Regions from separate parts of the Mus musculus genome. Here region 1 is linked to region 2. A link is a contact called in public Micro-C data. All regions are on one chromosome and are shown on one strand. The core of a region is the stretch at or near the end of the contact, and the rest is flanking DNA. Distances in the headings are between cores, read along the strand shown. Region 1 has its middle 89 kb from the start of A1cf. Region 2 overlaps Prkg1 (protein kinase, cGMP-dependent, type I).

Region 1 (5,535 bases), core at 504-3,003, 440 kb before region 2:
ATGTGTGTGTGTGTGTGTGTGTGTGTGTGTGTATGTGTATGTCTGTGCATGTGTGCTGAGATTAACACTTGAGTTCTAGGCTAAGTAAACCAACTTGCCCTCCAGTATATAAGTGGGCCTCATCCAGTTAAAAGGACAAAAGGCTGAATAATCGATAATTTGGCCTTCTTGTCAAAGCTGGAACACCAACCTTCACCTCCCCTGGAAGTGAAAAACCTAGAAGTTCTCCACTGCCCATCTTGATTCTCAGGCCCTCATGACAACCATGCCTTGTGACTATTTAGTTCCCATAAATCTTATGCCTCTGGCTTGCTGACTGAAAAACTTCCTTCTGGCCACTTTTAGTTGCTCTTGAGCCTTCAGCACCTCCAAGGCTTTGTTCTTTTTTTTTTTTCTTACACCTTCCCAGGCTTTAACATATAAGACTCAGACCAGAATTCAATTTGAAAATGTTTTTAGATGTATTCACGTGCTTGAGTGTTTTGCTTGCATGTGTTTATGTGTACCGTGCGCATGCCTGGTGCATGCAAAGGTCAGAAGAGTTTGTGAGATCACCTAGAAGTAAAGTTATTGATTGTCGTGAGCCATTGTGTGAGTTCTGGGAACCAAACTCTGGTCTTCTACAAGAGCAACAGGTGCTCTCAATCATGGAATCATGGAGCCATCAACTCTTGAATGGACCAACCCAAAGCCCTTGAGGACTGAAGCAGGAGATGAGCTGCCCTGGAAAATACCATAGTCCATTCCGTCCACACCTTTGGACTACAGAGGTTTTGTTACTGATGAATCCTTTGTGGACCTGATACTTTCCCCGCATTAGAATGATGGCTTGTCGACAAGACCCGAGGATCTACTTTAACAACCAAAACCTCTCATTTGCCCCGGTTGACTAGGCTCTTCTAGACTGGAGTGAACCTCAGCTTTAGTTAGAGCTATGCTCCCTGCCGAGAGCTCTCCTCATTTGACATCTGAGCATGGCTAGATGCTAACTGCCCTTAGGGTACAATTCATATTCCCCATTCTTGGGACACAATGGTAATTACTTAAAATAATAGTATTTAATACTTACTGATGGGAGATTATTTGAAGACATTCACTGGCTTGTTGAACCATTAGTGAAATTCTGCAAGCAGAGATGGCTGTTCCAGCACGTGACCTATCACACATTTGCTTCTCTACTTCCATTCTCAACCTTTTATCAGCCACCATCAGCCTCGGTAGGCTGACTCACAAGAATTGTCAAGAGGGCTTCCTTCCCTATGGCTTATGAAGGTTTGCCTGTTGGCCATACCTAACCGGAGATCAGGGTGAGAAAATATACAGGGATGGGAACTGAGTAAAGCCTTTCCCAACCCTTCATTGTGCTTTGCTTGGTCTAGACTAGGACCCTCTTAAGTTCCCTACTATCCCCATCACTTAAGGGGTGGTAATAGTGGGCTTTTGTGGGCTCAGTGTCTATCACTGTGTGTGCTGTCTCCCTTGCACTAAGTCCATCCTTTGTGAATAATCAGTTGGTTAAACCCTGATCTAGCTATACTATTTTGAGAAGCCATCCTTATCTCTCTCCCCCTTGCACTAAGTCCATCCTTTGTGAATAATCAGTTGGTTAAACCCTGATCTAACTATACTATTTTGAGAAGCCATCCTTATCTCTCTGGCAGCCTGAAAGCCAACTGTGTTACAGAAGTCCAATGAGGATAAACAAGTTGCCCAAGACCAGACTGCTATGATGCTGATAAGCAGATCTGTTTCTAAGCCTGTTGCCTTCACTAACGTTGTACACACACAGGAAAGAACACGTGGGAGGTGCAGTACTTGATGGGTAAGAACATTGCTATTGCAGTCACAGAGGTCTGGGCTTCAAAAACTGACTCCCTAACCTAGCTAAAGAATACCCTGGAGAAAGTTACAGCTCCTCCTAAAGATTCACTTCCTAAGTCTGTGAAATGGAGACGCCACCTCTCTTAGGATGATTATAAAGTTAAATTTGATAACCCAATTTACATTTATTGCTAGCAAATATCTAGCATACAACAAACACTGAAGAATTATGAAAGATATATTAAAGGTATGTTTTAGAAGTTTGAGAGAACACAAGAGTTTCACATGTAGAAGTCAAGCCTCAGACGCACAAGTCACAGCTTATATCACATGTATCACATTTGCTTCTATGGCTCTGTCCAAGCCAATGGGAAAGGGCAATGAAGCATGGATATGGGAAGGGAATAATTATGGAACCTTCTGCAAATGGTCTACCATAAGAACTTTCCTCAAGATGCTTATAATAGTAAAAGAAGAAAAATAATAGACTACTGGGTGTGTTAGGACAGGGATCTCTTTAGAGCAACTCTCTCTCTCTCTCCCTCTCTCCCTCTCTCCCTCTCTCTCTCTCTCTCTCTCTCTCTCTCTCTCTCTCTCTCTCTCTCTCTCTCTCTCTCTCATATTCTACATTCATTTTCCTGCTCAGGTTCTGACCACTGCATTGCATATACCATATCTCCCCAGATAGTGTGGTCTGAGAGAACAAACCGCAGCCAGCAGTCTTTGTCATAAGCCTTCTTGTTGGCTGTTAGTTCTTGTGATAACTACTGCTTTTCTCAGTGGCCTGTCTTGCTGTTCATGTAGAGTTACACAGGAAGAGGGAAGGAAGGGAAAGAAAGTATGTTGGTTTTTGAACATCTTTAGCTACTCTCTTAAAAACAGGCTATATTCTCAGGAAGGAAAATTATGCATCACTGTATTTACATATCAGCTTCATGGTTTGAACGACAATTGTTTAAATGTTGTCAAGAAATGAAAGTAGCTTTGAGCTCTGCAAAGAGATGAGCAATGCAAAGTAAATAATGTGTACCTTTTATGATGCAAATATTCCAAGTGTCAATCTAATTTATTATTAAGTTTGTCACAACAAGGCATGCCTGTACTTGCTTCCCATTATCAAAATTACTGATGAATTTAGAATATTTAAACATAGTACAGAGGACCAGCGATATAGCTACACTGGTACTGTGCTTGCCTTGCAGGTATGAGGCCTTTCTTTTTGTTCCAAGCACCATACAAAGTTGGGCATGGTGGCACAAGTCTGTAATATCAGCATTCAGTGGCAGAAGGGTCAAAAATTTGAGGTCATCATTAGCTACACAGTGAGTTTGAGTTTGAGGCAAGAGTGGGATACATCAAACAGACCCCATCTTAAATTTAAAAGTATATAAATGAATAAATGTGTATACTACAAAAAAATTCTCTACTGTCCAGTTGAAACACAAAAGGAAAAGCTTTTGAGTTACTCTTTCTCTGGAGGCTTCTATCTTCATACATCAATATTATTGTCCAGTGTTCATTATGGGATGAAACAAAATAGGAATGGCTTCAATTTATTAGTTGTATCAGTTATTTAATGCTCTTATATGACATATCATATATGATAATATCGTATGAGTAAACTAGTATTTTACTTAGGCATAGCAACTTAAAACATTGGCTGTATTTTAAATTATGAATATTCAGCCTCTGGGGACATGGCCAATTAGTTTCTGCTGTATAACAAACCACTCCCAAACCAAATGGCTTAAAACAACAGCCATTATGTTTATAATTCTGTGGGTCATCAACTTGAGCTCAGATTTCCTGGCCTGTATCTTAGTTCCCAGTGGCATAGACGGGGTTCACGCACATATTTTCAGCCACCGAGGGGCTGGTGATCTCACTCTCATGTCTGGTGGCTGGCTGCCTGTTGGCAAAGACAACAGAGATAACTGGGTCATGTCCCACTTATCATCCCACAGGCCACCATGGCCTGGTGCCCTACAGAGTGATCACAGTTTCTTTATGGCAGTGAAAAATGATTGGGTCTCAGATACGTGAACATTTTTAAAAGCTCAGCTCTTTCACATTTGCTAATGTTTCATTGACCATAGTCAGCATCAGGGAAAATTTTTCCAAAGCATGGCCATGAGAAAGAAGTTATACTAGATATTTTATAATTGATCACAGGGACACATTTCTAAAATGGTAGTGTATGGTTGTAAAAGAGTATGCCTATGTGCATGCAATGTTCCTGAAAAGGCTTACTATGATAATTCTACTTAGAAGCTGAGTGGGCATGGTAGCATACACTTATTACCTCAGTACTTGGGAGGCTAAGATGAGAGTCTGAAACAATTTAAGTCTGGCCTGACTTGTACGGTGATTCCCTGATCAGAGGAGATACTACTTGAGGAGGAGGAGGAAGAAGAGGAGGAAAAGGAAGGAAGAAGGGGGAGAAGGCAGAGGAGGAGGAGGGGGAGGAGAAAGAGGAAGAGGAAGAAGAAGAGAAGAGGAGGAAGAGAAGGAAGGAAGAGGACAAGGAGAAAGGTGGAAGAGGAGAAAGTGAAAAAATCCACTTAGAAAATATATGGACCATTGCATACACTAGCAAGATTTTGCTGAAAGGACCCAGATATAGCTGTCTCTTGTGAGACTATGCCAGGGCCTAGCAAACACAGAAGTGGATGCTCACAGTCAGCTATTGGATGGATCACAGGGCCCCCAATGGAGGAGCTAGAGAAAGTACCCAAGGAGCTAAAGGGGTCTGCAACCCTATAGGTGGAACAACAATATGAACTAACCAGTACCCCTCAGAGCATATATATCAGAAGATGGCCTTGTCGGCCATCATTGGAAAGAGAGGCCCATTGGTCTTGCAAACTTTATATGCCTCAGTACAGGGGAACGCCAAGGCCAAGAAGTGGGAGTGGGTGGGTAGGGGAGTGGGGGGGAGGGTATGGGGGACTTTTGGGATAGCATTGGAAATGTAAATGAAGAAAATACCTAATAAAAAATTTTAAAAAAGAAAATATATGGAAAAATTCAATGTTACTTCAATTAAATATCATGTTCAATAACTACTTTGATATTATCATTACTCCTAAAATTTAATTTTCATAATGGCTGAATAATAAAGGTACTACTTCCATTCCTTCTTACATGAAGAAATGGAAACTCAAGGAAGACACGGATCTCCTCTATATTATAATAGCTGAGTTGTGATACATTTAGGGAGCACTAAGGATGTTATATGTATTTATTAACAGAATTGATTAATGACATAGGATTATACCAATGTTGTAATATTATTTAATAATGAGAACAGGAAGTTACTTTATTTTAAAAGTCAAGACATCTATTGTAATAAAACTAAAAACTCACTAATGTTAGATTTCCCATCATAAACATCTCTGTAATTGATTCTATATTTTACTTCAACTGGAATTGGTTGCAAATGCGATATAAACTCTAGTTTTCAGAGAAGTCGTATAATTTTACTCACTACTAAATAAATCAAAACTTTTAAGCACCGTCCATTAAGCTATGTCATTAAATCTGAAAATACATTACCAAATGTACTAAACGACTGGCTAAACTCTTCTTTTTCTTTGAGGACTATAAGTTGAAATCTTAATCAAGTCTCTATGGAGGTCAGTATTTATTTTGACTTAAAGCAAATGAATTTATTTAAAAGAGAAAAGTCAAATTATATACTGAATGTGTAGCACT
Region 2 (5,622 bases), core at 1,503-4,002:
TTTTTAAGTGATTCTTTTATATTATGGTCAGTTCTTTAATATTCTAAAATAACTGAACAGACTTCGCTGCCTCCTTCCTTCCCTCCCTCCCCTCCCTCCCCTTCCTCCCCTCCCTCCCCTCCCTCCTCTCCTCCCTTCCTTCTTTCCTCTCTTTCCTCTTCTCTTCCTCCTTCTACATCTCCTTTCTCTTTCTCTCATCAACATTTTGTCTGGTACCTGCTGTATGCCATATATTTTTAAGATGCTGTGCTTCTTGCATTTGTGAAAAACTATCTTATAGGTGTTAATTTCTTTGGTGTTTAACTACCGTAATTGTGTGAGGATTTATGGTTACATCTGAAAGTTTAGACATTTTCCTTTGATTTATTATATTAATTTCTTTTTTATTTTAATTTTATTAGATATTTTCCTTATTTACATTTCAAATGTTATCCCCTTTCCTAGTTTCCCCTCCGAAAATCCCCTATCCCCTCCCCCTGCTCCCCAACTTTCTTAAGTATCCTGAAACTCAGATATTTTTTAATTTTTGCCCTTATAGATGGTGTTGAATTAAATTGCTCCAGTTTGGAAAGAAACAAAGACAAACAAACAAAACTTACACTCAAGCCTAAGACTATTGTAATCAAAGTTATACGCAAAAAAAAAAAAAAATAATAATAATAAAATACAGCCCTGCTGTCTGGTGCCTTTTGTAGCTATCTCAATGAGATCGATGGTGCCCTGTAATCAAGCCAGTTGACATGGTGGGAGAGGTTTGCCTTAGTTGTTACTGTTAGGTAAGTGATAGGTGCACTTCAGCAACAATATTTCCATTTACTAACTCAGAGGCTGATCTAATAGAGAGCCTGCTGCCTCCACCCCTTTCAGAAGTCACAGCAGGTAGGCCTAGCTTGAGGTTCATTAGAATCTGATAGGATGACAACAGACTGGGAAGCAGCTGTAAATGATTACAACCAGGCCTGAGCTAGTTTCAGCCTCTGCCAGGCCCAGTGTGGTTCCCAATACTTCCTGGATTCAAAAGAAAACATGCCAGCCTTATACCTGCTGATCAAGGGACATAGCCAGGGTGTGTGCTTCTCTGGCTTTGAAGTTTCAAAGGAAATGCTTACCATGTGGACTAGTCTTGCATCCCTAAGCCAACGGAAAATGTCACTTCAGCTGGATGTGTTTGTGGGTAGTGATTCAATGGATGATTCTCAATTTACTTCAACCTTCGAGATAAATCCTCCTTTTAAAGGTAATGAGGATGGGAAAGAAAGCTGGGAATCATCTTGGCTAGGCTCTTTGTTTATTAATGAATGAAAGGCTGAGGAGCCAGAGCCGCACAGCTATGTGAGGTGTGTTGCTGAGCCCCACACTAGACTCCAGGGACGTGCAGGTGAATAACAATAAGCTCTGTTCTCTGCACAGTGGTACAATGTGTGGACTATCATTGACTGTCCTTATGAAGCTAATCAATTTGAAAGATGAAAGGTCATTAGGAACCATAGTGACAGACATTCAGATGGATAGAGGAATAGACATGAGAGTATGTGTCGAATATTATACAAGGGAGTTGATTTAATTAGCTTAAAAAAACATAGAGATCTGATTACCAATTAAATAGACAAAATAGAGGTGAGGTCGCAAATCCATTTCCATTCCTAAAAGACAAATATGCCGGTATGAATGCCCATGCAAATAAGAAAGGCGTCATATGTGTGTGTGTGTATTATCTACCTTAATCATCCTCTGTCAGGAGATTTATTTTGTATTTTCTTATTCTAAGTAAGTATTAAAATGCAAGGTGGAAAACAGGCGGCAGACAAGAGTGAAGAAGCCTCTAGAAGGTCAGCCCCTGAGCTCCTTCTTCCCCTGTTCTCTATTTCCTGTTACTCTTACTAATCTCTTCCTGTCTTGCTTCAACTTGTGGTTGTTCTCTGGTTCGTTGGCCATGAGTGAAACCTCACTTGGCTCACGTGCATCTGTGTTCCTGTTTCATCGTTAGGCGCTATGGATTTCAAGATATTCTTGTGTGTTTCTCTATGGTTATTATAATATTATAACGAGGAATAAATGGATTTGTTGATCTATAATTTTTTCATAGGAAGTTAAGATGCAAAATAAAAGCAAATGGAAATGAGAGTTTGGGGGAGAGAGAGAGAGAGAGAGAGAGAGAGAGAGAGAGAGAGAGAATGTGAACATACAGCTATGTGTAATGTATCTATCTGAAAGGTAACCACATACCACATAGCCCACAGTCTTCCTCAGGAAATCCTGCTATTTGGGGAGATGTGGAGAACAGCAAAACCAAAAACTTGCCATTTAGTGTAAACAAAAATAAAATCATTCCAATTCTTCCAGACACACTGCTTAGAGTTGTTGCCACCACTGGTGTTCCCTCTGAGGTTGTCTTAAAGCAGAAATTGCCACATTATATACCATAGAGCCCTGTGGCTCAAACTACCACTCCACTATAATGCAAAACCCTGCACCCAACGGCAGCGTGAAACCGGAAGGGCACCAGTAGCAAATGCTAAATTCTCTTCTAGGTGTTGAGTAAACACTTTGCTACCAAAAGTATGAGTCTCCCCGCCCTCCGCCCCCCCCCCCCCCCCCCGCCCCGAGCGTTATCAGTGCCACCTGTGAGACTTCCTATCTACCCCCAGACTTTCAGCCTCAAAAGTTTTCATTTTACAAAGATTCTGGGGTGATTGATATGCACATTAAATTTTAAAGAATGCTGTCATACAGGAGACTTAATCATTCCCTCCTTCCTGAGGAGCCGGAGTGAGCAGTGCGAAGAATGTCTCAGATACCAGGTGGGAAAGAGTTAGACAGGCATAAAGAGAAAACAGTAAATAGATGGTGAGTGAGTGGATTTATGAGTTGGTGGAGTCTGTGGAGGAGACTGAAGATGAGGAGAGTTCCATCGGTGGGTAGGCAGAGCCCAGTAGATGCAGAGACAGCCACTAAGGACACCTGCACCATAGGAGGGGTCAGTAAATTGAAAATGGATGCTGGAACTAAATTTGAATAGCCTTCCATTTCCCATGCACCCTTAAAGTGCTTAAATTCACACTTTTGTTCCCTACTTTTTTGAAACTTGTAGAAGATTCTCATTAACTGGGGCAATTTTTAGAGCATCTTCACTCCTGTCAGCCTGAAGAAATCCCCAAGAGTCCATCGTATCCCTAGATCCAGCAGCTCATTTTGATGCAAAAGTTTAGCTCCTTAGAAAGCTGAATATATTAATGGTGTCACTAATTCCTGATGAAAGTATTTTTAAAAGAGATACCGAGATTTCTAGGATAGAGAGTGAGGAACTTAACAAGTGCTCTATTCCAAAGTCTGTCATGGTTGGCAGGAGCCCAGATATTTGGCTGAACTACCACATTGAGAATCTGGAAATTGCCTAACGGTAGATGACAGTTTGAGAGGCTTTTATTAAAAGTACTGACCCTTCAGTTGCAGCAGCAGGACCCTGTAGCATGTATCCCTGTGTTGGTCTCATCTTTTCCAGATACTATAAGGGGATTAATTCCATGGGGACACAGCATACCATGAAAGCCAGGATCTAGTTGCTAGAGAGGCCTGATTTGATTTGAAAAACGAAGTGCAAAACTCCCTTTGCCTCAGAACATTTTCAGACAGAACATCAATCTTGGTGACAAACAAAGCTAACACTGCAGCTATCTTGGCATTGTGGTCCTGGCTACAACGACCAAAGGAATGGCAGATTGGCCAAAATTACTAACAGGGAAATCTAGTGAGCAAGACAGCTCTAGGGTGTGCCTTGGGTAAAGTCTCATATATCCCTGTAGGACTAAAGTCTGTATACATATACAAATTTACACATATAGGTAGAAGCTATAGAGAGTCTCTGTTATCCATGCATCCTGGCTGAGCATGAATCTATATACCAAATGGAAAAGATACACAACAGCATCTAGAATATTTGTTAAGGTTGGGAGAAATGTAAACTGCCTGGACTTTGAATATGTTTCCTAGCCCTAAAGAGAGTCTCTGCAGAAGGTGCAAGCTTCATAGCCTATCATGTTTGGCTATAAATCCTGATCAATTACTTGACCATTAGACTATTCTTACATAGCAACAATGAGTAAAAAGGTAAATTGAATTTTGTAAAGACTAAATAGAACCATTTATATTTTAAGGAAGAAATCACTAAATTAACCAAAGAAAGCCACCAAAGAAATCATAGTCAACAACAGAACATACAAATGCAGTTTCTTCACTGAAAATCAGGACTGACTCTTGTTACATGATTTAACATTGCCACCCTTCATGGATCCAAAGAAAGGTCATGACACGTGTAAGGGAAAAAAATGTATGATCCACATGGAGGAGGAAAAGTTAAATGTTGATAGAACTCTTTCTAAGCATCCTCGATGTAAGTAAGACTTAACAAAAGAGTCTAAATAAAACAGTAGACCATCTGTGGTAGTGTAGGCATGGTATCTAACACTTGGGAGAGAAAGCTAGGCAAATGTTGAGTTTGAAGCCAGCCTAGCATGATGGCAAAACATAATCAAATAATTAAAAGAAAACAAATGTTAAAAGCACCACAATAAAGATGGCAGCAATAACTTGTCAAATATAAACTATAAAAGAAACGTGAAGTTATCAAAAGAAATAAGAATTACTGTATTTGAATTATATCATGATGTTTTCACTAAAAAATATCTCGGGAGTAGATTCAAGATGGCAGAAGGAAGAGTCGGTGAACATTAAAATAGATACAGATCACTCTTCCTGAAGAAGAGAATTAAAATGAAGATCAAATGAGTGGATCTTGAACACTTTCAGACTTCAGGGTACTTTGAAGCCTATACCAACTACTAAACAGAGTTGGGACCCCAGAAAAGAATGAGAAGAAAGAAGGGAGGTTAAAATTCCAATCATATAGTCAAATATAATAATTTTGATGTAATTAACTTAATTTACACATTTTCATTAGTCAGCTCTTTATTCCTATGGGGGAAAATACCTGAGAAAAGTATTCACAGGGAGGAAAGGCCTATTTGGACTCCCAGTTTCATGAGGGTACACCACACACACACACACACACACACACACACAGGGGGTGGGTCAGGAAAGGTGAAAGGACAAGACATCCCTTCCAGAGGCATGCTCTCAGTGATGGTTTTCTTTGCCTTCTACAATCCATTCAGTGGTGAACTCTTCAAAGGATGAATCCCTTAGTCAAGTTAGTGCCTTCCTGATCCATCACCTCTCAATAGCCCCACAAGCTGGAGCCCAACCTCTCAACACGTGAGCTTGTAATGGGCGTGAGGGGTACCCTAAATCCAGCCAAGAGCATTCAAGCCTCTTAACAAACTCCAAGTGTAACAGTACAAACTTTGTCATTTGCAGATGAGGTCCTGCCCCTAAGGGAGCCTCTTGCTATGTCTAAGGACTGGCTGGGGAGGGAGAAAGCCCCTCTGCCATATACATAACCACAGACTGCATCATAATGCAACCACAGAAAGTCAAAAGCAGCTAGTAGAGTTGCCACAATAAAAGAAGACAGTGACAACCACTGAGGGCCATAGGAGAGCCTAGATTCTGTATCTTCCTGACCACTGGTGTCATTGGACATCACTATGTCATTGTACATCACTA

Evidence for each region. Hi-C and Micro-C count contacts between places; a contact is called where the count stands out from the background.
Region 1: a contact with region 2 is called in a Micro-C map of the G1E-ER4 cell line, with 5 times the contacts expected there. A contact is called at or near these places in 2 of 484 Hi-C or Micro-C datasets (both in the G1E-ER4 cell line) and 1 of 130 datasets of targeted methods (the G1E-ER4 cell line).

The regions. Positions count from the first base shown.
Region 1 is chr19:31,777,444-31,782,978 of GRCm38.p6, reverse strand. No RefSeq gene overlaps it. Among named protein-coding and RNA genes, the nearest start is that of A1cf, 89 kb to the left of the region's middle.
Region 2 is chr19:31,334,316-31,339,937 of GRCm38.p6, reverse strand. All of the region lies in intron 2 of Prkg1 (protein kinase, cGMP-dependent, type I), which reads left to right. Among named protein-coding and RNA genes, the nearest start is that of 8430431K14Rik, 120 kb to the right of the region's middle.